Linked DNA regions of Gossypium arboreum: region 1 is linked to region 2. A link is a contact called in public Hi-C data. All regions are on one chromosome and are shown on one strand. The core of a region is the stretch at or near the end of the contact, and the rest is flanking DNA. Distances in the headings are between cores, read along the strand shown. Region 1 holds the start of LOC108482025 (UDP-glucose 4-epimerase GEPI48). Region 2 holds the start of LOC108483634 (RNA polymerase II transcriptional coactivator KELP).

Region 1 (3,581 bases), core at 682-3,181, 470 kb before region 2:
CTTTCCTTTTTTTTATATTACCTCAATTCAAACATAGGGTTATTTGGTTTTATATAAACTATTAATGAATATATTTATTACATAATTTTTTAGGCTTCTAATTGAGTTCGGTCATGAGTCGTTAGACATCTATTCAACTAAAAGTGATTAAAATGCATTTTATATACAAAATAGGTTAAATTATTATTAGAGTATTTTTTTATCTTTTATATTTTATATCAAATCTATAAAAACAAAATTATAATGAGATATGACCCTTGACACAATAAATTTAAAACATTTAATTTTACCATTTTAACTACAGCATTATTTAATTTTTATATCAATTTTTGACAAATATATTTGTTACATAAATAATGGTATATTTACTATTATTAAGTATACTATATTGTTATTAAGAGTGATGGAGTTTACGTCACTCAGCAATCAATTCCAATTTCATTGTAAAATACCAAAAACTTATTATATTGAGGATATTTATATCTATTTAAATTTTGATATATCTAAAAGAATACACATAGATAGATAATAAGAATCAAAAGATTTGAAATCAAAATATTATTGTTTTAACATTACCATTTCAATCAAAGGAGCATTTTATTTTATCAAATTTTTATAAATTTATTATGTAATTTTTCACCCACATAATGTGTGTATTATAATCTAATTTATATTGGGGTGGTGCTATGTTTTCATTATATCATGTTTAGTTTTTTTTTCTTTTTATGTGGTGTTTAATGGGTGGCAACTATAATGAGAACTTTCAAAATGAGAACTATGAGAATCAAAATGATTTTAGCCATTAAATCAAAACAAATTGTTCTAAGTCTTAAATTTTGTATTTATCTTACCTTATTAAAAAAATTAATAACACCTAATCTTTCTCTTATTAGATATTTGTTTTTGTTGACTGAAAAATTAGTCAACTAATACATTCTAAAAAAATTTGAGATTTTTTATTGGTTGATTTCTAGTATTTACTTTTTACTCAACTAAGAAAAAATTCAAGTTGTTTTAGAATAAAATGGTCGACCAATTTTTAATTAAGAAAAACAAATACCTAATACACAAATTATTTAATATTAATAACCCTACTATCTTGCTTTCCATTTCAATTTCTTTTCTCAAAACACAAAAAGAAAATCTTAAAGTAAAATTATCCAAAAAATTTCACACTAAAACTTCAATTGCATGGTGAAAAAGAAGAAGAGAAAAATTGTGTGTTATTGATTTTACTTTAATAAAATAAGATAAATAGAAAATCTATAGTTTATAACTGTTTATTAGTTACTTGTCTGTGTTTTATTATTTTTCTTTTTCCTCATGTTTACATATGAAAGAAAGAACATGAAAGTAATTTTGGCATTTGAAAAATCTGCGGCAAATATAAGTATAAATAAATGGAATGTAATTTTTAAATTTTCGCTTGGATTAAAATGTAAATTCTTGTGTTGGCTTAATGCTAAAATATTTATTGCCTTAAATATGACTTAAGTTTAAATCGTACTAATAACATTGTTGATAAAATCTTTCTCTCCTTTTATAATTTATTAAAAGAAAATATGAATAAATACAAAATTAATTTAAAGAGTGACGTCAATTAAATCAATTCATTTTAGTGGTATTATAAATTTTATGTCATGTGATGTGACATGATATTCTTGATGCTCAAAATTTATATTTTTATAATATGGTGGTTTGGGTTTTTATTTTTATAATTTTTATCATTTGATGATTAAGATTCTGATTGACACCAATTAATTGGATTGTATCCGTAATTTGATTATATACAACATTATTGGTGTTGGTTAATAAAGGTTAATGAGATATATTTTTGAAAAATACTTAAATTAATTACATTATTCAAAAATAACATTTAACAAGAATTAGATGTATAAATAAATGTTGAATAATATATATGAATACCCTAACATTTGTTCACTCCAATAAGAATATACCTTTTTCTAGAAAGAAAAAGCGGCGGCAGCAGAAGAAGAAGAAATAGAAGATTAGTTTACTCCAAAAACCCATCCCCCATCCAAAATCCCCGGTCATAGGGAGCCTTTTCACCCTTTTCACTCCACGTGGCTATTCTTCTCATTCATTCTCTTTTCCCCCATCTTCCTGAAACTGAAGCCTTCACAAAATCTCCCTTCCTTTTTCTTTTTTGTGTGCGCTCTCTGTCCTCATATATAATTCTCTCTTCTATTTTTACCTTTTAATTCCATTAAACCCTTTTAATTTCAAAGAATTATTATTAGCCTTCTGTTACGCTCGCCTCTTCTCTCAGTTTCTTTTACTTTCAGTTTTTCTTTTTTGGTTTTGATTGGTTCGAATATGTCGAAGACTATTCTGGTGACCGGCGGAGCCGGTTATATCGGGAGCCACACGGTGTTGCAGTTGTTGTTAAGCGGTTACAAAACAGTGGTTGTTGATAATCTCGACAATTCCTCGGATGTTGCTCCCAAAAGAGTCAAAGAACTCGCGGGTGAATTCGGCAGGAACCTTTCCTTTCACCAGGTTCGTTTAACGATTGAATTCACCTATTTACAGTTTTTCCTTTTTAAAGAAGAAAAATGAAGATGTGCAGTTTCGTAATTATTTTAATGCTAGACTGCTTAGTTGGTTTGCCAGAGAGAAATCTCACTTAATTTTTGTGTTTTCATTGTTAATTTGGAGTGTAATTAGTTTAAATTTGAGTAATCGAATTTGCTATAGCTGGCAACGTGTTACGCTGTAAAATTTCGATCATATTATGTTTAATTCTTTTTACACAAAAAAAAACTGTTGAAATAATTGCAAATAGTAGACTAATTTCACATTTTCTTTTTTTTCTTAAAATTTCTACTTCTGTTTGCCATATTATCTATTTTTGGTGTATGTTTGATTAATGAAGGAATTCGTGAATTGATTGCCATTCAACTATGTTATTAATTTATAAGTGCTTTTAAAAGTTAAATAAGTTGAAGAGTTTAAGAGAATCGATGAGAATATGATCTTATTTCTACTTGTGGATTCCATATCAAATGCATTAAATGGTATTACTTAAAAAAATTTGTCAAAATTTGCTTAATTAAGCAACATAATAATTTGATTAAACAGATTTAAAGTCGGTGAATATTCCTTAAATATAAAAGAATATAATAATATAGTCCGTTTGGTTTTGTTTAATGTTTAATTGTATTATTTTATTGTCGGTACCCAAAAAGTGTTTTTTCCTATTTCTTTTGATCTGTATTTTACCCTCCCTTTTTTTAATATACATGGAAGGACTCTTTTGAATGGGAAATGATTGGATCTATTAATTGTTTTTCTTGATGATATTTAAAAGCTTTAAACATAAATTTTTTCTTTGGTAATTAATTGTTAGCTCTTTTATCATCTGGAAACTGGTGAAGGGTCTCTATTATTATGTTTTTGCTTCAATTAATATACATTGGGATTTGTCTGATATTGCCTATAAATCAAATATCATGGGCTGCTGTATTATTGTCCCAAAATTAACAAGAATCATTAAATCACTGAAAACATGAAGTCATTGAAGTATTAACTAACATTTGGACCACTGGTTTCAACTGCAG
Region 2 (3,810 bases), core at 324-2,823:
AGGTTCTTGAGTTGAACTAATTCACTAGAAGGGACCAAGCCAGCAATGTGCCAGGTGGTTGGTTGTAGTACGATGTTATGCATACAAAAAGACAATTTTGAGAATATGTTTTCAAATGGTGCATAGTATTATACACCACGAATATGTCTATTTGATAAAAATTTATATTGCGATATTTTATACTACTTTTAAGAGTCTGTTATAAATAATAAACCTTTCGTTCAAAACTTTTGACTTAGAAAAGATTTTTAAATAAATAAAAAGTTAACCGGAATGGTTTTTCGCCAGCTAAACAATTTTGTTAAGTATGTAAGTATTGTGACATCCTACATTTGGATCCGGTGAATTGGGTCGAGTATAAGGTATTACACTCTTATTTTGGACAGTTGCCTTTAAACTTTTATAAAAGTTTCAAATTGGTTCTTGTTCGATTTCGAGCCTACTTTAGAGCTTTCATAAGCTCGATTTAAACCTGATTTTGTTTGCAAAGTATGACTTGTGTGAATGTATGATAATTATTGAATGTTTTAAATGAATTCTTTATTTAAAAACATATTTAACTATTTTGTTGTTTGTTGTAGCATCCCGTAGTTCAACTCCGACAACAGGGATGGGTGAGGGGTGTTACGAAGTCTATTACTTCGGTTTATATAAGAAGGAAATAGTACCTCAAGGAATATAATCTCAACAATCAAGTTTGCCTTTACCACAAACCCTTCAAGAGCCCCAAAAATCGCATAGTTTGATCTCAATATTGTTGACACAACTTAGACTCCTCACAAGCTTTCCTCAATTTCTCGACAAATGCAATACTACTATGACTACAACCTTGTCAGCATAATCAAATAAATCAATCCTCAAATTAGCAATGAGTATCATTGATCAATTTATATTTACTCAAAAGAGCCTTATTCCTAGACACAATGCATTAAAGCAACAAACTCAATGGACTACCAGCATAAAAGAAATCCTAAGCAACAACAAATGTTTTATAGTCAAATCCATCAAAATATGCAACCAAATCAAACGATTTAGCATCCAAAGATTTGCTCTCGTATGATTGATAAAGCCAAATCTCTAAAAAGAAATGAAGTCATATCATATGAAACAACTTCAGTCTATTACCTATCTGCAAAATGCTTAAATGACCAAGTATCACATCGAATAAGCACTTTGACATAAGTCTTCTAGACTATTTTATAACTTAGGCTTAAATCTAAGGTTGAGAGGGGGGCATATTGTTATACCATATTAGTGAAGGTTAAATTATTAACCAACTAGCCCAATTTACTACAAAGTAGACCACTCTATATCCATCGAATAAGTACAATGTGAAACCACTCCTTATAGACGAATAACCAGTAAAAAGCAAGTTTAGGGACCAAGAACAAAAATAAAATATATTATCTTTATAACATGTTTTTGTCCATCTTCTCATATCTCATCTTTATTATTTGCAAGCATAGATTTATTTATAGTAAATTTTAACGAAAAATACTACAGACAAATGAATTAATAATTTTTAAATCAGAAATTTTAAAAAATGACCATGTGGATAATGGCGAATGAACCCCCCGGCCGCGGGCCAAGCTTACTTACCAAATCAAGAACCAGAAACCCAAACCCAGAAGGCAGAGCCCCCAAAATGAAAAGCAAAACTTAATTTCCCCCAAATCTAAACAAAAGATCAGTGAAACTCCCAACTCTTTAATCTCACACATGCCCTCTTATTGTTAGATTTCCTTGAAACCCGTAATCAGAATACCCGAGAAAATGGACTCAGAAACGAGAGAGAAGATAAAGAAAACGGTGAGGGAACTCTTGGAAGAAGCCGACATGAACGAAATGACAGAGTACAAGATTCGACAATTGGCTTCCAAGAGACTGGAACTCGACCTCTCCGAATCCAAGTGCAAGGCTTATGTCAGACATGTCGTCAATGCTTTCCTGGAAGAACAAAAGGCCAAACAAGAAGAAGAAGAAGAAGAAGAAGCTACAGGTGATGATAGTAACAATAACAACAACGAGTTTGATGATGATGGTGATCTCATTATTTGCAGGGTTTGTTTCTTTTTCTTTGTGGTTTTCCTTTTCTTCTTTTGGTGGGTTTTAAGTGAAGGTTGGGGGTTTTGAGGTTTCATGTTTATTGGTTTTGTTTTGTTGTTTTTTCCCAGTTGTCTGACAAGAGAAGGGTGACTCTCCAAGACTTTAGAGGGAAAACTTTAATTTCCATAAGGGAGTACTATAAAAAGGACGGCAAGGAACTTCCTTCTTCTAAAGGTAAATGCTTAGCTTTGTTTCAAATTTACTTGTTTCAGGCTTGGTTTTGTTTCTTTTGGATTTTATATATATATATATATATATATATTTCAATGTCTGGATTAGAAGATGTTAAAAGAAAAATGCTCTAGTAGTTATGCTGCTGAAGTTAAGCTTTTGTTCAGTCTATAAATGTGTTGAGCTTGGAAATGGCAGGAAAAGAAACACTAATTTTTGTGAATTGTTGCTATTTTGGTCTACCTCATTAACAAATCTATGGTACTTAGGAAATAAGAACTTTATATTTTTTGACTGATTGGAAATTTGGTTGCACGATATCTGCATGAATGGTAACTTGGCATACTTTTTGCAGACGTCTCAGCTTATCATGCTTCTTGATGTATTCCTTGTTTACACCTTATTTATTCTCTGTTCTTCAGGCAATTGTGATCACTCATTTGTAGCTCAACTTGGTTTGTAATAAAAATTATGTAGATTTTGCAACACTCATGAATGCTTCCACTTATTTAACTGTAGAGGAACTATACATGACAAGGTCCAATCAAAATTTCTCTTGCCTTGCTCCTATAATATTACAAAGTTAGTGTCCTGGTTCCTTTACTATGGCCATGATATTAGGAAACCGAGAAAAGCATTGAAATCAAATTTTATGGTTTTTGGATATATTTTTGAAGGGCGTAAAGCATAAAGAGATTGATGGATTTCATGTATATTCTTTAGAAATAACCTTATTATTACTTTATTCTTAGTCTATTTTTCTCTTTGCTAGTTCTACGTGAATACTCTACTTTATCTCGTTTCTTCAATTTCCTATACATGCTACATCTATGAACTGCATTTTTTTGATGAGTGGGTTTCACACTTTATGCTGTATATGGTGTTGCTTTGTTTTTGTCAGTTTTATTGTCTTTTACTGATTGGGTGGATTTTGTAGAATTGTCAGTATTTAATCAAATCAAATAGATATAATTGTTGGTTTTGCTTTGGAACTTAGGCAGGTATTTCAAGGCAAATTTTCTATCATGGTGGCCTTTAAATAATCTCTCTCTCTCTCTCTGTCTTTACTCTGCATGACTGTAGGATGTTCTTGATAGTATTAATATATTATCCTTGATTTAACTTGATTCTCGGTTTTGGCATTTCGCATTTCCCCGTACTAGTGAAGAATTTCATGTTTAATGCTAATTGTTGTGCCAACAGGAATAAGTTTGACAGAAGAACAATGGTCTACCTTGAGGAAGAACATACCAAACATTGAGAAAGCTGTTACGAAGATGGAGTCACATACCATGTGAGAGCATCATCCGTAGACGGACACTGAAATGCCGGATTTCAAATATGTAATTTTGAAACTTAACCTCAGCATCTATGGTGGCTATGCACACACTGCCACTTCCCCTTTCAAAAGACTTTATCACTGTTTCGATTCAGTAATGCTTTTGAATCCCATTTTGGAATACTGTGGCAGATTTAGCCTGTTGGAATTGATGTGAATTGTGTAATCGATGCTGATACTTATCTAGAATGTAT

What was found. Hi-C and Micro-C count contacts between places; a contact is called where the count stands out from the background.
Region 1: a Hi-C map of leaf shows a contact between it and region 2, with 5 times the contacts expected there. The contact joins the promoter of LOC108482025 here to the promoter of LOC108483634 in region 2. A contact is called at or near these places in 2 of 5 Hi-C or Micro-C datasets (both in leaf).

The regions. Positions count from the first base shown.
Region 1 is chr1:32,060,926-32,064,506 of ASM2569848v2, reverse strand. LOC108482025 (UDP-glucose 4-epimerase GEPI48) reads left to right here and starts at 1,931. Exons shown (of 9, transcript XM_017785132.2): 1 at 1,931-2,520. The coding sequence starts at 2,338.
Region 2 is chr1:31,591,741-31,595,550 of ASM2569848v2, reverse strand. It overlaps LOC108483634 (RNA polymerase II transcriptional coactivator KELP), which reads left to right and starts at 1,573. Exons shown (of 3, transcript XM_017787138.2): 1 at 1,573-2,061; 2 at 2,175-2,280; 3 at 3,481-3,810. The coding sequence starts at 1,774. The coding sequence ends at 3,575.